Linked DNA regions of Pan troglodytes: region 1 is linked to region 2. Evidence: chromatin contacts called from public capture Hi-C data. All regions are on one chromosome and are shown on one strand. Each heading gives the region's core, a stretch centred on a gene start, on an enhancer-like site or on the middle of the called end of the contact. The rest is flanking DNA. Distances are from core to core; before and after follow the strand shown.

Region 1 (7,523 bases), core at 4,635-7,134, 560 kb after region 2:
TGTTTTCAGCAGCTCTGGAAGAGACATTTCTCCGGGAGTGGTGGACACAACAGTGTCCTGTTATTCCCCTGCAAGTCCCACTGGGGTGTGGCAGCCATAGCAGGAATTGCTTACTTCCCTTAGCAGCCCCTGACCATCGCATGTGCTCACATTAGCTCAGGAAACTCTGCCATATGGGCTTCTTATGTCTCCTGCCTTCCACAGCTTCAGGCACCTCTTCAAATGCTTTTTAATTCAGCTGGCATTGTGGCTCACAACTGTAATCCCAGCACTTTGGGAGGCTGAGGTGGGCAGATCGCTTGAGCCCAGGAATTTGAGACTAGCCTGGGCAACATGGTGAAACTCTGTCTCTAGAAAAAATACAAAAATTAGCTGGGCATGGTGGTGCATGCCTGTGGTCCAAGCTACTCAGGAGGCTGAGGTGGGAGGATCACCTGAGCCCAGGAGGTTGAGCCATGATGGTGCCACTGCACTCCAGCCTGAGCAACAGAGTGAGACCCCATTTCAAAAATAAATAAAGTAAATAAATTCAGACTGTCATGAGCCATTCATTCCCAAAGATTCCATTTGTGCTTAAGCCCAATATTTTACAGACAGGATGAACAAGACTCAGAGAAGCAAAGAGACTTCCTGAAGGTCACATGGCAAGTGAATGACAGAACTAGGGCCAGAATCAAGGTCCCTGACTATTCTTCAGTCACTCAGCAGACATTCATTGAGTGACTAGAATCTGCTAGGCACCACTCCGGGTGCCAGGTGTCCATTGCTGTCCTTAGAAGCAAGCTGCGCTGCTCTGCTGGGGCTTCCCTGCTCCCCTTTCCTGGATGCTTTTCATTCCCAGCCCCAGAGTCTAACCCCGAGACCTCCAGGGCCACTCACCACAGCATTCCTGAAGACTTAGAAGAGGTGCTTTTGTGTGCAGCCCTTTCCTCCAAGACCCTGGAATGCATGTTCGCAGAACTTGCTGATTTATAGCCATGTTGCCTTTCAAAGAATTCCCTGGCCTGCGTTAAGTCAACAGATTTGAGAAAAGGCTTGTTAAAAGTTCTGTCACGGGAGCCAGTTGTTCCTTGTGTTCGCAGGATGCTTTCTTTAACCCTGGGTCCTGCTCAGGCCAGTAACAGCACACCCTGGGCCTACAACTGCTCAGGATCTGTGTGTAAGACATGGAAACTCTGTCATATAAATGTATTTAGTGCTCCTCCGTCGAATAGCCCTAAGCCCTGTCATATAAATGTATTTACTGCCCTTCCCTCGAATAGCCCTAAGCCTCTATTCTCTCATTTATCATTCTTTGTTTTTTACTGCCTTAATGGTTTTTGTGATCATATTAGCCTATTTTCTATTTTTATCCTCTTGTCATTCTGCCCATCAACTGAGAGCAGTGGCCATATCCTGTTTGTACATGCCGACCTTTCTGAAAACCATTCATTCATTCATTCATTCATCCACCCACCCATCCATTCAACAATCCTGGCCCTGTCCTGGGAACTGAGGATGCAGCAATAGAGAAATAAAGATGGCTGCTGCCTGCCAGGTGCACTGCCCAGATCCTTGTTCAGGGTCACTCTGCTCATTCCCCAGCTGCCAGGATTGTTACTGGCTGATGACCCACATTGAGTCCTCCCTATGAATTGCCCTTGGCCAAAGGGAGCTGTGTCCCCTTCCTGGGGACACTCTGCATCCAATGACTGGCTGATTTGGGGCCCGCCCCCTTTGTCTCAATTCAGGACATCCCTGAAGCACTTCCCCAGCCTCAGGGCTCCCCTGGGAATCAGTGGAGACCTCTGTTGCAACTGAATCACAGTTCAAGTCCTCTCTGTGCCCAGTCTTGCTTCCTTCACACCCTGTGGCTGCTGTGCCTGAGAGCACCCGCCGCCATAACCCTCCTTGCACGCAAATCTCCAGCTCAGAGTTTTGTTCCCAGGGAAGTCATCCTATGACACCTGCTATCATGAAGCTTATATACTAAGAGTGATAGAAAATAAACACAACAAATAGTAACACAGTTATGTGAAAAATTACATTGCTGTGGGAAGAAATAGAGTGGGGTCAGGGGATCAGGAATACAGATTGGGAAGATGATTAATTTTTCATATTCAATAGAATGATTGGACTGGCATCTCTGAGAATGTGACAGTTGAGCAAAGACTTGAAATTAGCAAACTGAATGTCCAAAAGCTTCTGAATCCAAAATTGAGCCTGGATCAGTCAGGATTTCCCAGAGAAACAGCACCAATAGGATGTGAATGTGTGTATGTGTGTGTGTGTGTACATATATGTGAATATGTACATGCATACACACTCAGATCTGTTTCAAGGAATTGGCTCATGGGATTGTGGAGCCTGGCAAGTCTGAAGTCTGCAGGGAAGGCCAGCAGCTGGAATAGGTGGGAGTTGATGCTTTAGTCTTAGGGCAGAATTTCTTCTTCTCTGGGAAACCTCAATTTTTGCTCTTAAGGCCTTCAAGGGATGAGGTGAGGCCCAACCACATTATGAAAGATAATCTGCTTTACTTATAGTCTACTATTTGTGAATGTTCATCACATCCCCAAATACCTTCACAGCAGCACCTAGGTTAGTATTTGATTAAGCATTGGGTACTATAGCCTAGCCAAGCTGACACAGGAACCTGACCATCACACCTACTCTGTCCCACAGGTACATATCCCAACACCTTTCCCTGCTTTACTTTTCTCCTTAACACCCATCAAGAGCTGACATTCTGTATATTTTACCCTCCCCAGTGTCTTACACCAAGCCCACTTCATTCATTTATGTAGTACCTGTTTATTCTCTTGAAAACATATAAGTTGGTAGCCTTCCAGTGTGAGTATCCCCAAGAGAAAATACGCATCAAAAATTAAGAACTTAGAAATGATAGTTGAGGTGGAGGAACTTCCAGCAGTGGCAGCTCAAGTGGCCAAGACAAGGTGGGTCAAAGTCAGGGTGATGGTCATGGTCCTAGACATGGCAAGAAGGATGACAAGGACAAGAAAAATAAGTAGTAACCTCCTGTACCAACTAGAGTGGCGGAAAAAGAAGAAAAAAACAAAGGGACAAGATGTTGCCAGTAAACTGCCACTGGTGACCCTTCACACTCAGTGTCGGTTAAAATTACTGAAGTTAGAGAGAATTAAAGACTATCTTCTCATGGCGGAAGAATTCATTAGAAATCAGGATCAAATAAAACTATTAGAAGAAAAGCAAGAGGAGGGAAGATCAAAAGTGGATGATCTGAGGGGGACCCCAATGTCAGTAGGAAACTTGGAAGAGATCATCAATGACAATCATGCCATTGTGTCTACATCTGTGGGCTCAGAACACTATGACAGCATTCTTTCATTTGTAGACAAGGATCTGCTGGAACCTGGCTGCTCGGTTCTGCTCAGACACAAGGTACATGCGGTGATAAGGGTGCTGATGGATGACGCGGGTCCCCTGGTCACAATGATGAAGGTGGAGAAGGCCCCCCAGGAGACCTATGCCAATACTGGGGGGTTGGACAACCAAATTCAGGAAATTAAGGAATCTATGGAGCTTCCTCTCCCCCATCCTGAATATTATGAAGAGATGGGTACAAAGCCTCCTAAAGGGGTCATTCTCTGTGGTCCACCTGGCACAGGTAAAAATCTTGTTAGCCAAAGCAGTAGCAAACCAAACCTCAGCCACTTTCTTGAGAGTGGTTGGCTCTGAACTTATTCGGAAGTACCTAGGTGATGGGCCCAAACTCGTACGGCAATTGTTTCAAGTTGCTGAAGAACATGCACCATCCATCATGTTTATTGATGAAATTGAAGCCATTGGGACAAAAAGATATGACTCCAATTCTGGTGGTGAGAGAGAAATTCAGCAAACAATGTTGGAATTGGAACTGTTGAACCAATTGGGTGGATTTGATTCTAGGGAAGATGTGAAAGTTATCATGGCCACAAAACAAATAGAAACTTTGGATCCAGTACTTATCAGACCAGGCCGCATTGACAAGAAGATCGTGTTCCACCTGCCTGATGAAAAGACTAAGAAGCACATCTTTCAGATTCACACAAGCAGGATGACACTGGCCAATGATGTAACCCTGGATGACTTGATCATGGCTAAAGATGACTTCTCTGGTGCTGACATCAAGGCAATCTGTACAGAAGCTGGTCTGATGGCCTTAAGAGAACATAGAATGAAAGCAACAAATGAAGACTTCAAAAAATCTAAAGAAAGTGTTCTTTATAAGAAACACGAAGGCATCCCTGAGGGGCTTTATCTCTAGTGAAACACCGCTGCCAACAGGAAGATGGTTGGGAGATTTCCCAACCCCTGAAAGGGATGAGGTTGGGGGAGTTGCCCAGAGGAATCCCTGTTCCCATTGATTTTTATTAGCAAAGCATCCTGTGTGTATTTTGGAGTACGATGTGTAAGTGCCCAATGTGTGGCCTTCATCTGTCGGTCACTGTGCAGCACTCTGCTTCCAAATAAAGCATGCTCTTTCACAAAAAAAAAAAAAAAGATGGTTGATGCTGAACAAGAGGTGGTCTCAGGTGGGTAACATGAAAGTGCTGGTTAATGTCCCGAGTTAATGGGTTCAGAGATTTCAAAGGAAGATGAAAATTTGACTTGAGAAGTATTTTTTACCTTTCCAAGGTTTCATCTGACAGAGCAAGCCACTTGGACACAAAATGAGTTTACAAGAGCAGCAAACAGAACCAAACCTGAAAGCATCGCCAGTCTCTGTGTTGGGTCCATTTGAGCACCTTGATGCCAACTCTTTAAGCCTGGGTGGGAGGCAAGACTACCTAGAGTTTCTTTACTTTTTAAGTATGTGCAATCTGATGACCCCTTCTCTCTCATCAGGTTCAGCTTTGTCTGACCAGTACCTAAGGCAAATGTTGGCCTCACAAACTTTTCCAAACACCAAGCATTTAATAAGAGTATCAACTCTGGCTCATGCAAAAGTGGGTGACTAGTAGAAATAATGGGGACAGAAACAGAGGTGTTCTTGTCATCCGATCATCCCTTTTCCTGGAAAATTTGAATATTTTCCATAAAATTATTATACAGTTATTCACTTTAAAGCTGTTCTCAAATGTCCATAGAGGCTCAGTCATGAACGGATATTCATTGAGGCTTCACACTGTCTGGGCATGTCAGGAACCATCCATGTAATAAATAGACATGAGCACACATCTATGAAAACTTAGCTGGTTACTCAAGACAATGTGTGTCCAAGCATAACCTGGAAATTCGTCCCATGAGGACTCAGAAGCAGGAAAGAAAATGTCACTGTTAACTGATGTGCATAGAAAAGGCTTCATTGATGGAAGAAGAATAGAACTCAGGCAGAGAAGAGGAAAGAAGGGCCTCTGGGTGGGAAGGCACCCAGAGCAAAGGCACCCAGGTGGGAATGCATATGCATATTAGGATGCAGAATTCTCTCCATTATACCTAAGGGTCAAGGAGGTGGGAGCAATGTAAGAACCGAAAAATGTTTTCAGATGTAGAATTAGCATATATAAAGGAATAAGATTTTTTTCTGATTTATAAAAATATTCCTGAAGTTCTTCTAAAATTAAGCAACATTTAGTTTAAGATCTAACGAATCACTCTTTTAGAAAAGAAAATAATTATATGAGAAAAGAATCCTCTCCCCTCATTGTATGAGCTGTTAATTCTCCATTGTTCTCTGCGTGTTGGTTATTTATCTATTGTCTCTTGGATCCAAGCCCACCTTTCTATACTCTGCTCTTAGTTATGGTAAGCCGTCTGGTTCATTTCCCCTTAGATGCTGCCGGCAGAAGCCTTAGAGTGTGACTGGAGGTTGGGAGGAAGGAAAGGGACCCTCCTTCCTGGTCTTTGCACTTTCTGGGAGTGTCTCTCCAGCAGCAGTATTGCTCCAGCAGCATAGTTGGCTCCAGCTTTCAGTAGCCCCAGAACCAGCCTCCCATTCCCCCTGGCAGGCACTAGCAACAGCCAGGCAATGCCCATCTCCAGGGGGTTGAGCTCAGTCAATGGGTCTGCCTCTGAGCCACTTGGTTCTGCTAACTCTACCTCTTGACTGTTGTTTCCCCAGGCCTAGAGTATGTAACTGATTTGTCAAATTAATTTTATTTTTTTAAAGATAAGTTCATGTAACATAAAATTCACTGTTTGAAAGTGTACAATTCAGTGATTATTAGTAAATTCATAATGTTGTGCAACCATTACCATGATCTAATTCTACTATGTCTTCATCACTCCAAAAAGAAACCCTGTATCTCCCAGTTACCACCAATTACCTTTTTTTACTTTGCAGTCAACAAGTGTTTCCTGGAGAGATACCCCTAGACTGTGTAAACATCCCATTCTTTACTCAACTTTCACCTTCCAGCTTTCAAATCTATTGATGCATTTTGCCTAAAATAATTACTATGGTTCTCAAATTGCTCTAAGTCCTTAATTTTTTCAGCATTCATTAGCTGGCATTCTACTTTAGGAAAGAGCATTCTCTTTCCATTTATGTGTTCATTTGCTTGTTATATCAGGATAGACTCATGGATATCTATTTTAATCAATGGGATATAATCTAATACTGTGGTTACTTGGACACACAAATCATCCCAGATTGGGCCAGCTGGCACCCCTTCCGGCTGTCCCATGTCCTCTATGTTGCCATCATTATTTGATTACTTTCTTACCTTCTGGCACAACAAGATATTTTAAACTTGGCATATTTTTCCTGGTCCACCTGTGAGATCTGCCATTTCTCCAAGGAATTCTGGTCCATATTCATGGAAAAATAGTATAATATTTAGAAACTAAATTCTAGGTAGGATCTTTGTTATTGGATTTCACTACTCCCAAGATTTCTCTAGTACAAAGCTAGGAAATGTATGTATTTGTGTACATGTGTGAATGTGTATACATACGCACACATGAAGATATAAAGTGTATGCACAGACTCACAGAAATGTATATCAACGTTTTGTTTCTTTATCCAATCCCACATAGTGCAAACTCTAAATTTACACCTAAACTTCTCATCCTAATCCCATAGACCACAGCGTTCATTCTAGCTTTCTCCTTTCCTATGTTTATTACTCTTTTCTTGCAGTGAAACCTGGCTCCCACCGCCTCATTATAATGACTTATTTCCTCAGCCCTCCTGCCCACTGCTTTTACTCCATCTCCCAAGCCCAGAGAGCTAGCACCCCCATTTAGCCATCTTCCTTGCATGGCCAGAAACCCCATGGGGCCGATAATCTATCTGAAAACATTTCATTAATGATAAAAATATATATTGTGATCTAATGACTTAAACCTATTTCCTTTGCAGAAAGTGTTGCAAATGTTATAATACAGCAAACTCCTTGAATGTGTGTGTCTTCCAGTAACTTTGATAGACTGGCCAGGGTGAAAGTTAATCCATGAATGTGATAGAGTGTTTTCTCTGAGAAAAGCTAACTTTATGCCTTTAAATCCATGAGTTGTACATGAACATGACATGAGCAAACATGTATTGTTCAATGGTTCCTGGTGGCCACTGTTTTTATTCT
Region 2 (7,652 bases), core at 3,408-5,907:
GCCAATTGATGTAAACAAGTGGGAAAGTTCCTATGGCATATTTCTGGTCACAAAAACATCACCAAACTTCTAGAGACCCCAAACACTTCTAACACTAAACACTGAAAAAATGTGAGCTGTAACATACATTTAAGAAACATTAACAACAAGATGATTATTTACCCACTTATTCCAGTTCAGGGTCACAGGTGGCCAGAGCCTGTCCCAACAATTCAGGGTGCCAGACTTGAACTAGCCCTGGGTAGGATGTCATCCCGTTGCAGGGTGCATTAACAAACACCCACATTCTCTCAGTCTGGGTCCTTGCAGACATGACAATGAACCTAACGTGCACATCTTTGGGGTGTCAGGGAGAAACCGGAGTACTGAGAGAAAATCCACTCAGAGATGGGGGGAGTATACAAACTCCATACAGACAGTAGCCTCTGCCAGAAGAGATTTTTTATCCTCATCAACTTTTTAGCAAAATTGTCCAAAATGTTCAACTAAATGACATTATTGAAGGATCTGCTATACTTTACACTGGAAAAATAAAAGGCAACTAACCATTGGTTAATATACCTGACACTATATATGTATTTTTTCACTTCAGGATCTTAATCTATCACCACTCATGGATTATACCATTAATCTGTACATATAAGCAAGGATAAATCAATTTAGCATACAGTCCACCTCCTTTAAATACCACTCATGACTTGCATAATCCAATCGACAAGTGGAAAAAGCTGGAGATGGCTGATGCCTAGCAGTCAATTAAGCCATAACATCAAAAATGTCCCAATATACTAAAAATAATGACTATGCGAAATTCTCAAATGATGTCCTTTAATTCTGATACTGGTGTGTTTGCTGCTGTTCATGTACTCAACCTTTCACTAATGAGATACTATTGTTAGGAACTACAAAAAGAGCACCATATGGATTACTCTGAAGTAGGCCTTTGGATTCGCAACTTGACCTCAGGAATCCCTCCACTGACCTATGGCCAAGTTGTGATCAAGCAATCTCTGTACTAATATTATTCCCTAGAAAAACGAAGTCTCCCCAGAAGATCTCGACCAATGTCATATGCTCTTCAATCCCCTTCAATTATTTTTTGGAATAGTTCATTTCCTCCCAGCCATTTGCTCCTAGCTCACAACAAAACAAAACAAAAAACCTTCTGGGCCAGTGAGTACATTAACATGATGGTAAGGTTTTGAGACTTGCCAAGTGCTGAATCATGTTTATGCTTAGGTTTTGTTTCTACACCTGGTTTTGGGGGCATAAACTCCCTCTAAGAATCCTAGCTACCCTAGTCAATCCACTGGAAGACGGGATCACTGCCCAGCAAATGCCACCCACTAAGGATTCAAAGTGAAACAAGATTCTTTGAACTGAATGGAAGAAAACAAAAGCTCTTCATTCAGTAGGTGGCACTCTTTCCTTAAAAATGTTAACTCAGGCAATCATTAATACCAAAGATGTCATCTGCCCACTAATCACTTGAAAGAGAAGGCACATTAACTCTAACATCCTGTCCTAAATATAGTCTGAATCATTACTGTCTTCCTAAATAATGTCTTCCTCATTTCAGTGAGATCCTGGAGTTGTTCATAAATATGCCAATTTCTTTTCACTATAGCAAAAGCTACAATTTCATAGAACCAAATAATTGCATTTACTTTAAACTGGCAGGTTTTGACTTATGACTTTTCCTGCTATATGCTTCAAAAGACATTCATCATAACTGTTTTCTAATTTTAATGATTTCAGATATAAATGACAATTTGAATGGAAATGGGGCAAAGAACTGTACTTGTAACACAGAAATTGTATTACTCCATTTTAAAACAAGACAGCTCTTTTTCATAGGCATGCATATGAATATTCTTTTTAAAAGAACAGCTTTGACTCAATTCATCATCACTCTGACTGATACCGGACCAAAGTTATCAACCTGAAAACTTTTAAACTGAAAAATGAAAACAGACTGACAGCTAATAAAATGTGACTTTGCCTAGCATACAGAAGAAGCAAAAAATAAAAATAAAACCCTAGTTTATCTAGTTTTCCTTAGGCATATTTCTTGGTGTCAGTACTCTGTAGGGTTCACCTCATTAACTGAAGCTCTAGGGTCCCCTTGGAGAAACCATCCCAGGTGCTGCCTTCAGCCTCCCCCGCTGGCCACGTCCCCTAAAACTCAGTGTGAAGAAATCTTCCTCAGTCCTCACTCAGCAAAGAGCACTGCTATAATGGTCTCTTATCTGTTTCCCACTCTTGACTTTGAGATCCGTGAGGACAGAAATGGGTCTCAAGCTTATGTCTCCTGCCCCAGCAGAAAGCTTGGCACAAGGGTGGTAGTCAATAAATATGTACTGAATAAAATAATGGATTAATCTTTTCCCCTTGGACTTTTACTTGAGAACAAAGCCTTTGTCTTACTCATCTTTCATCCAGACTCCCAAATGCCCAGTATTTGTACATAGGAAGCTGTGAGGAAGCAATGCCTTTCCAATATGAACTTCTACGCCAGAAAGATCTCCAAGATGTAAATAAGCTTCACTGAGGCCTTTGTGTATGCCAAGTATCCACTGTTAGTCCTGGGGCACTGCAGAAAGAGGGAAGAGCTCCCACACCACTCTTGGGAAAAATGACAGCTTTCAACCCCAGGAAAAGACTAAGAGATGGTCAGTAAAGAAGCTAAGAACCGTGAGTCTAGACTCATACATATTTCAATGAAAACCTAACTTAGGAACTTACCCATGTCTATAATTTTGTTAATGGCTGTTGATTTTTCCTGTGGTAAGTAGGAGTAAAATGCCTTGAAGAAAACCCTCAGAGATTCAAAGATCTTGTGGCTGGGAGGGGAGATGCAAAAGCCATGAAGTGCATCCTATTAGGGAAGCAACCCAAGAGGAAGAAAGGGAACTAGCTCAGAGGGTCAGTGAATGGGCATGTCTGGGGGGCAGTGCTGGAATTCCGAATCCAAATTCCTCACACCTAGATTCTCCTAGCTTAAGGTGGGGGGATACTGCTGGCAGGATACATTTGAAACCACAGCATAAGCATAAAAAATGGAGCATCTATTTTCTAGAGTGTCAATTTTATTCCAAGATTTCTGGGAGGAATACCCTGTGATGGTTTTATGTCAAAGATACAAAGGTGGCTAAAATACAAAATTCAAATGGATTAAGGTAAATCAAAAGACTTGAGACTTGAATCGATTGTGTTCACTGTTCCAAGTAAGCATTACTAGGATGACAGTCTGCACGGACACTCCTGGGTCCTTTTCCTTCAGTCCCCTAAAAGAAGTATGCTGGATGGATGGGGCCAAAATGTTTGACAATAGGCTGAAGCAGCTGTTCTCAACAACTCTGCCATCATAATATGACAGTCACATACACAAGACAAAACTTCAATAAACTGTTTAGGGAGTGCCACACAACTAGCCTCATGTAAACAGTAACAAGTCACCCCCGACCCGAAGCAGAGACAAGATAAACCGCACAAATGCCCAAAGCGTTAATCACATCTCTACCACTTTCCCCATCCAAGAAAGCCTATCAGTATGCAAGAGAATAAGTAATATCTACATGGGTATTTCTAAATAGGTCCGAAATTAATTCTCTAAAAACTAATCACTTTAACACTCTGACATTATTACCAAAAAAAAGGTAATTCCTGAATTACCTTCCCACGTGCACTGCCACACCCATGTCATCAGCACCAAAATTTGACTGGCTGCTAGTCAGGTACACATGCTGACCAAGTTGAAATATGGAGAGAGAGTATTTCTATGAGGTATTTAAAAGCGACAATTAGGAAGAGGGTAGACAAACACAAGAGCCACTCAGAGGGCTCGGACAGAAAACAATTCTCTGAACAACCTGGGATAGGGATGGTCCTTTACAGGAACTGCTCACATCAACCTCAGTCGAGTCCACAAACCAAGCAGAAATCATGAAATGGGTTCTGAGCACACTTACAAACACGTTTTTGTTAGAACATTATCTCTCTGAGAGCAGGGATTTGTGTCTGTTTCATTACTGCCATCTTCCTAGTATCTGCATACAGCCAATTCTTTACAAAATTTGTTGAGTGAATGTTTTGTTATACCACAAGCTACAATTTAAACAAAGAGAACACAAACATTTCTAACTACAAATTTCCTATTTCAAAGGTATAGCTAGCTTTTCATTAGACTGGCTTCCTATTAACCATCAATTGACCCCCTCCAAGCCGCCATCTCCTTGAGAAATGACATTTCAGAAAAGCATGCTCACTACTTTAACCACAAATAAAACTTTTTCCTCTCTGTGCCATCTCTTCAGCTTGTAAAATTCCCCCCCTTTTTATCTTAAAACAAAAAACCACCAAACCCCAAAATGCTTCATCTTTGCAAACATTCTAGCTTCTATTTCTCTCCCATCTCCCTCCTTCTCCAGGTTTCTCCAGAGTAGCCTATGATTCCGCACCTCCCCTTCATCCCTCAGTAAAGTACGTCCCACTCCCATCACTCCATTAACCCACGTCCTCAGTAGCCCTCAACCAGCAGCATCCCTACTGCGGACCACTGGCTCCTTGGAAAAAGTCCTCTTCCTACCTTCCTGTCTCCTCTTCCCTGCCTTCCTGTCTCCTCTTCCCTGCCTTCCTGTCAACTCTTCCCTGCCTCCTTGTCTCCTCTCCCCTGCCTTCCTGTCTCCTCTTCCCTGCCTTCCTGTCTCCTAACCTGCAGTGGTCTCAGGCTCCTCCGTAGGATCCTCTTCAGCTCTTTTCCAGGAAATACTGGCATTCTTCAGGGAGGAAGCTGAGCTAGTATTTCCCTGCTACCCTTTCTAAGGTATGGATGTGATCCTGGGCCTGCCCATCAAGGAATTAAGATTGCCAACAGAACTATCATTCACTTCTCAACCCTTAGCATCTGTGCCAGATTCTAAGCCATCCAAGGTTCAACGGAGCAAAGGTTCCATTGGAGAGAAACACTGGAGGCCATGAAACTTCAAGCCTGCAGGTGGAATTACCACTAATAAGTAATTAACTTGTATAAAATAAGATACTTAATTTTATATCTTATTACTTGTTATGACTTATTATAATAATATCTAAAATTAAGTATCTTATTTTATACAAGTTATTCTCTTAAAAGCTGTATATAAGTAAAATATACACAATAAAATCATTTTCAGGAACCTGACACCATCACCCTTATTCTGGCTGGGGTGTCAACTCACATTTTAATTTAAAAGGCTTTCTTAAAGCACAACAATATTTCTCTCATCTTTTTTCTTTCTTTGTTTTGAGATGGAGTCTTGCTCTGTTGCCCAGGCTGGAGTGCAGTGGCATCATCTCAGCTCACTGCAACCTCCGCCTCTCGGGTTCAAGTGATTATCCTGCCTCAGCTTCCCGAGTAGCTGGGATTACAGGCACCTGCCACCATGCCCAGCTAATTTTTTGTACAGTACAGACGGGGTTTTACCATGTTGGCCAGGCTAGTCTCGAACTCCTGACCTCGTGATCCACCCAAAAGCAAATTAACAGGCAGTATTCAACAAGCTGTCCTCATATCCAGGCATACACATAGAATCCTGTCACATCCAGGTAGAACCTACAACTACTCTTCAGTTTCCTCCAAGAGTTTCTTATGAAATTAGCTACAAGTAATCAATAACTAGCTAGAGAACACAAGAATTAAACTCTCTTTTTATCTCCCCTGGCTCCAGCATTTACCTAGGGCTCACTCAGTTCCTAGCACAGTACATACACATAGGAAAGTATGTCAATAAACAAGTGCTGAGCTGAAGTGACAGTGTTTAAGTTTCCAACCATAAGCAGTTCACATAAAAGACTTATGGGCCAGCAAACTACTATTATTGAAGAAAAAATAATGGCATGTCAGAGACACAGTTAAGGATAAAGATATTTATCTTGCCTTGAAGGAGATTTCAGTTTTACCTGAGTGACCTTTCTATAAACTAAAAGATAATCTCCTTTGTTGGGAAGGCATAGGGGTCAGGAAGATTACTGAATTCTCTCAGTCACTAAGCTCTTTTATAATTATCAAAGAAGGTGCCTGCTGAACACAAAATAAAGGCCCCACATGTGACAGGCAGGCATTCGTTAACTTATTTCACTAGTAAAGAACAACCACCAGTAACAGAATAAATGAACAGAAGTCCATCTAGGCATAACTTAATACTAGATGCTGGCCTTAGATATCATCTTTACTCAAATTAAAGGGCATTACCAACCAAGAATAATTAATTCTTTTAATTAAAACACATTAATTAAAAGAATGCTGAAGTGTGAAATAAGCCTAAATTTAAAATAACTGGAAATGAAAACCAGCTTTCCCCGCCCCCGCCAAGGCTCATTTGTAAAGAGCTTTAACAAGTGTGTCTTGTTGTAAAGACACACATTTCAGAATGCCTAAGCTACTGCAGGAAGCTCCCTGGGAGCATGCACAGAGATACTCAGGTGTGAGTTGAGGCACTGTGGGGGAGGGAGTGTGTGCATAGACAGCAGGAGGTCATGAGCGTTCACTCTCCCCTTACTACTGTGCAAGGCTGCGTAGGCACCAAATGTGAAGCATGTCAGACAGTCTGGGCAGGCACTCTGTGAAGTACTCCAAAAGTGTTAACAATTACTGCTTTTAATGTATGTGCACACCAAGCATATCTCCAATTTTGCTGGCAAAAAAAATGTATGTATTAACAAAGTTCAACCATATTTTTCCCTGAAGCCACGTCTCTTCCCTGGCATTGTAAAAACACTGAAATTTAAATGTATTTGTGTTTATAACTTGCTTTATTTTAGAAGAACTTCATATAAAAACAAAAAAATGATGGCAGAGCACGGTGGCTCACGCCTGTAATCCCAGCACTTTGGGAGGCTGAGGCAGGCGGATAACAAGGTCAGGAGATCAAGACCATCCTAGCCAACATGGTGAAACCCCATCTCTACTAAAAACACAAAAATTATCTGGGTGCGGTGGTGCATGCCTGTAATCCCAGCTACTAGGAAGGCTGAGGCAGGAGAATCACTTGAACCCAGGAGGTGGAGGTTTCAGTGAGCTGAGATAGCCCCACTGCACTCCAGCCTGGTGACAGAGCGAGACTCCGTCTCAAAACAAAAACAAAACAAAACAAAAACTTAAAATGCTTCACTAATGTTTTCTGTATTTTTGGAAGACCTAAATAGATAATTTAATTTAAAAAGTCATCACTACATATGATTTTGACTTCATAATACACTATGTGAAGAATGAATAAAAGCTAAGACAAAGAAATGAATAATTTTTCCAAGATAATAAAATTTGTGCTCTGATTAAACAAACTTACCTCTTGATTTAAAAAAAAAATGCAGAGATAATCATAAAGGTTAAGAACGCAGGCTTGAAGTCAAACTGCTAAGGTTCAGTTTCAGGCTTTGCCACCCACTAGCTGTGCTACCACCTTGCCAGGATACCTCACCTCTCACAGTCTCTGATTTCTCATATGTAAAATGGGAATCAAAATTCACGAGAATGATGTAAGACTTAAATGAGACAATTTATATAAGGCATCCAGTGTACCAAGCACAGAGGAAGTTAACTATTATTGCCATTTCAGATAAGTACAGTAGGAGAGTGACAGTGAACTAGGATGATTGAGGCTGGATCCCAGACCCAA

The links. Capture Hi-C pulls out chosen DNA fragments and counts their contacts.
Region 1: a capture Hi-C map of stem cell-derived neural stem cells shows a contact between it and region 2, with 7 times the contacts expected there. The contact joins two enhancer-like sites. A contact is called at or near these places in 6 of 7 Hi-C or Micro-C datasets (blood, induced pluripotent stem cells, a lymphoblastoid cell line and 2 more) and 1 of 1 other capture datasets (stem cell-derived neural stem cells).

The regions. Positions count from the first base shown.
Region 1 is chr4:58,360,892-58,368,414 of NHGRI_mPanTro3-v2.0_pri, forward strand. It overlaps the pseudogene LOC100608916. Among named protein-coding and RNA genes, the nearest start is that of ANKRD55, 50 kb to the right of the region's middle. Within about 2 kb of position 5,885, at least 1 of the 24 cell types and tissues checked has an H3K27ac peak or open chromatin away from gene starts, as enhancers often do. A contact at or near this core is called in stem cell-derived neural stem cells, where this site is marked.
Region 2 is chr4:57,798,169-57,805,820 of NHGRI_mPanTro3-v2.0_pri, forward strand. The region is part of intron 1 of MAP3K1 (mitogen-activated protein kinase kinase kinase 1); the gene reads right to left. Among named protein-coding and RNA genes, the nearest start is that of MAP3K1, 21 kb to the right of the region's middle. Within about 2 kb of position 4,658, at least 1 of the 24 cell types and tissues checked has an H3K27ac peak or open chromatin away from gene starts, as enhancers often do. A contact at or near this core is called in stem cell-derived neural stem cells, where this site is marked.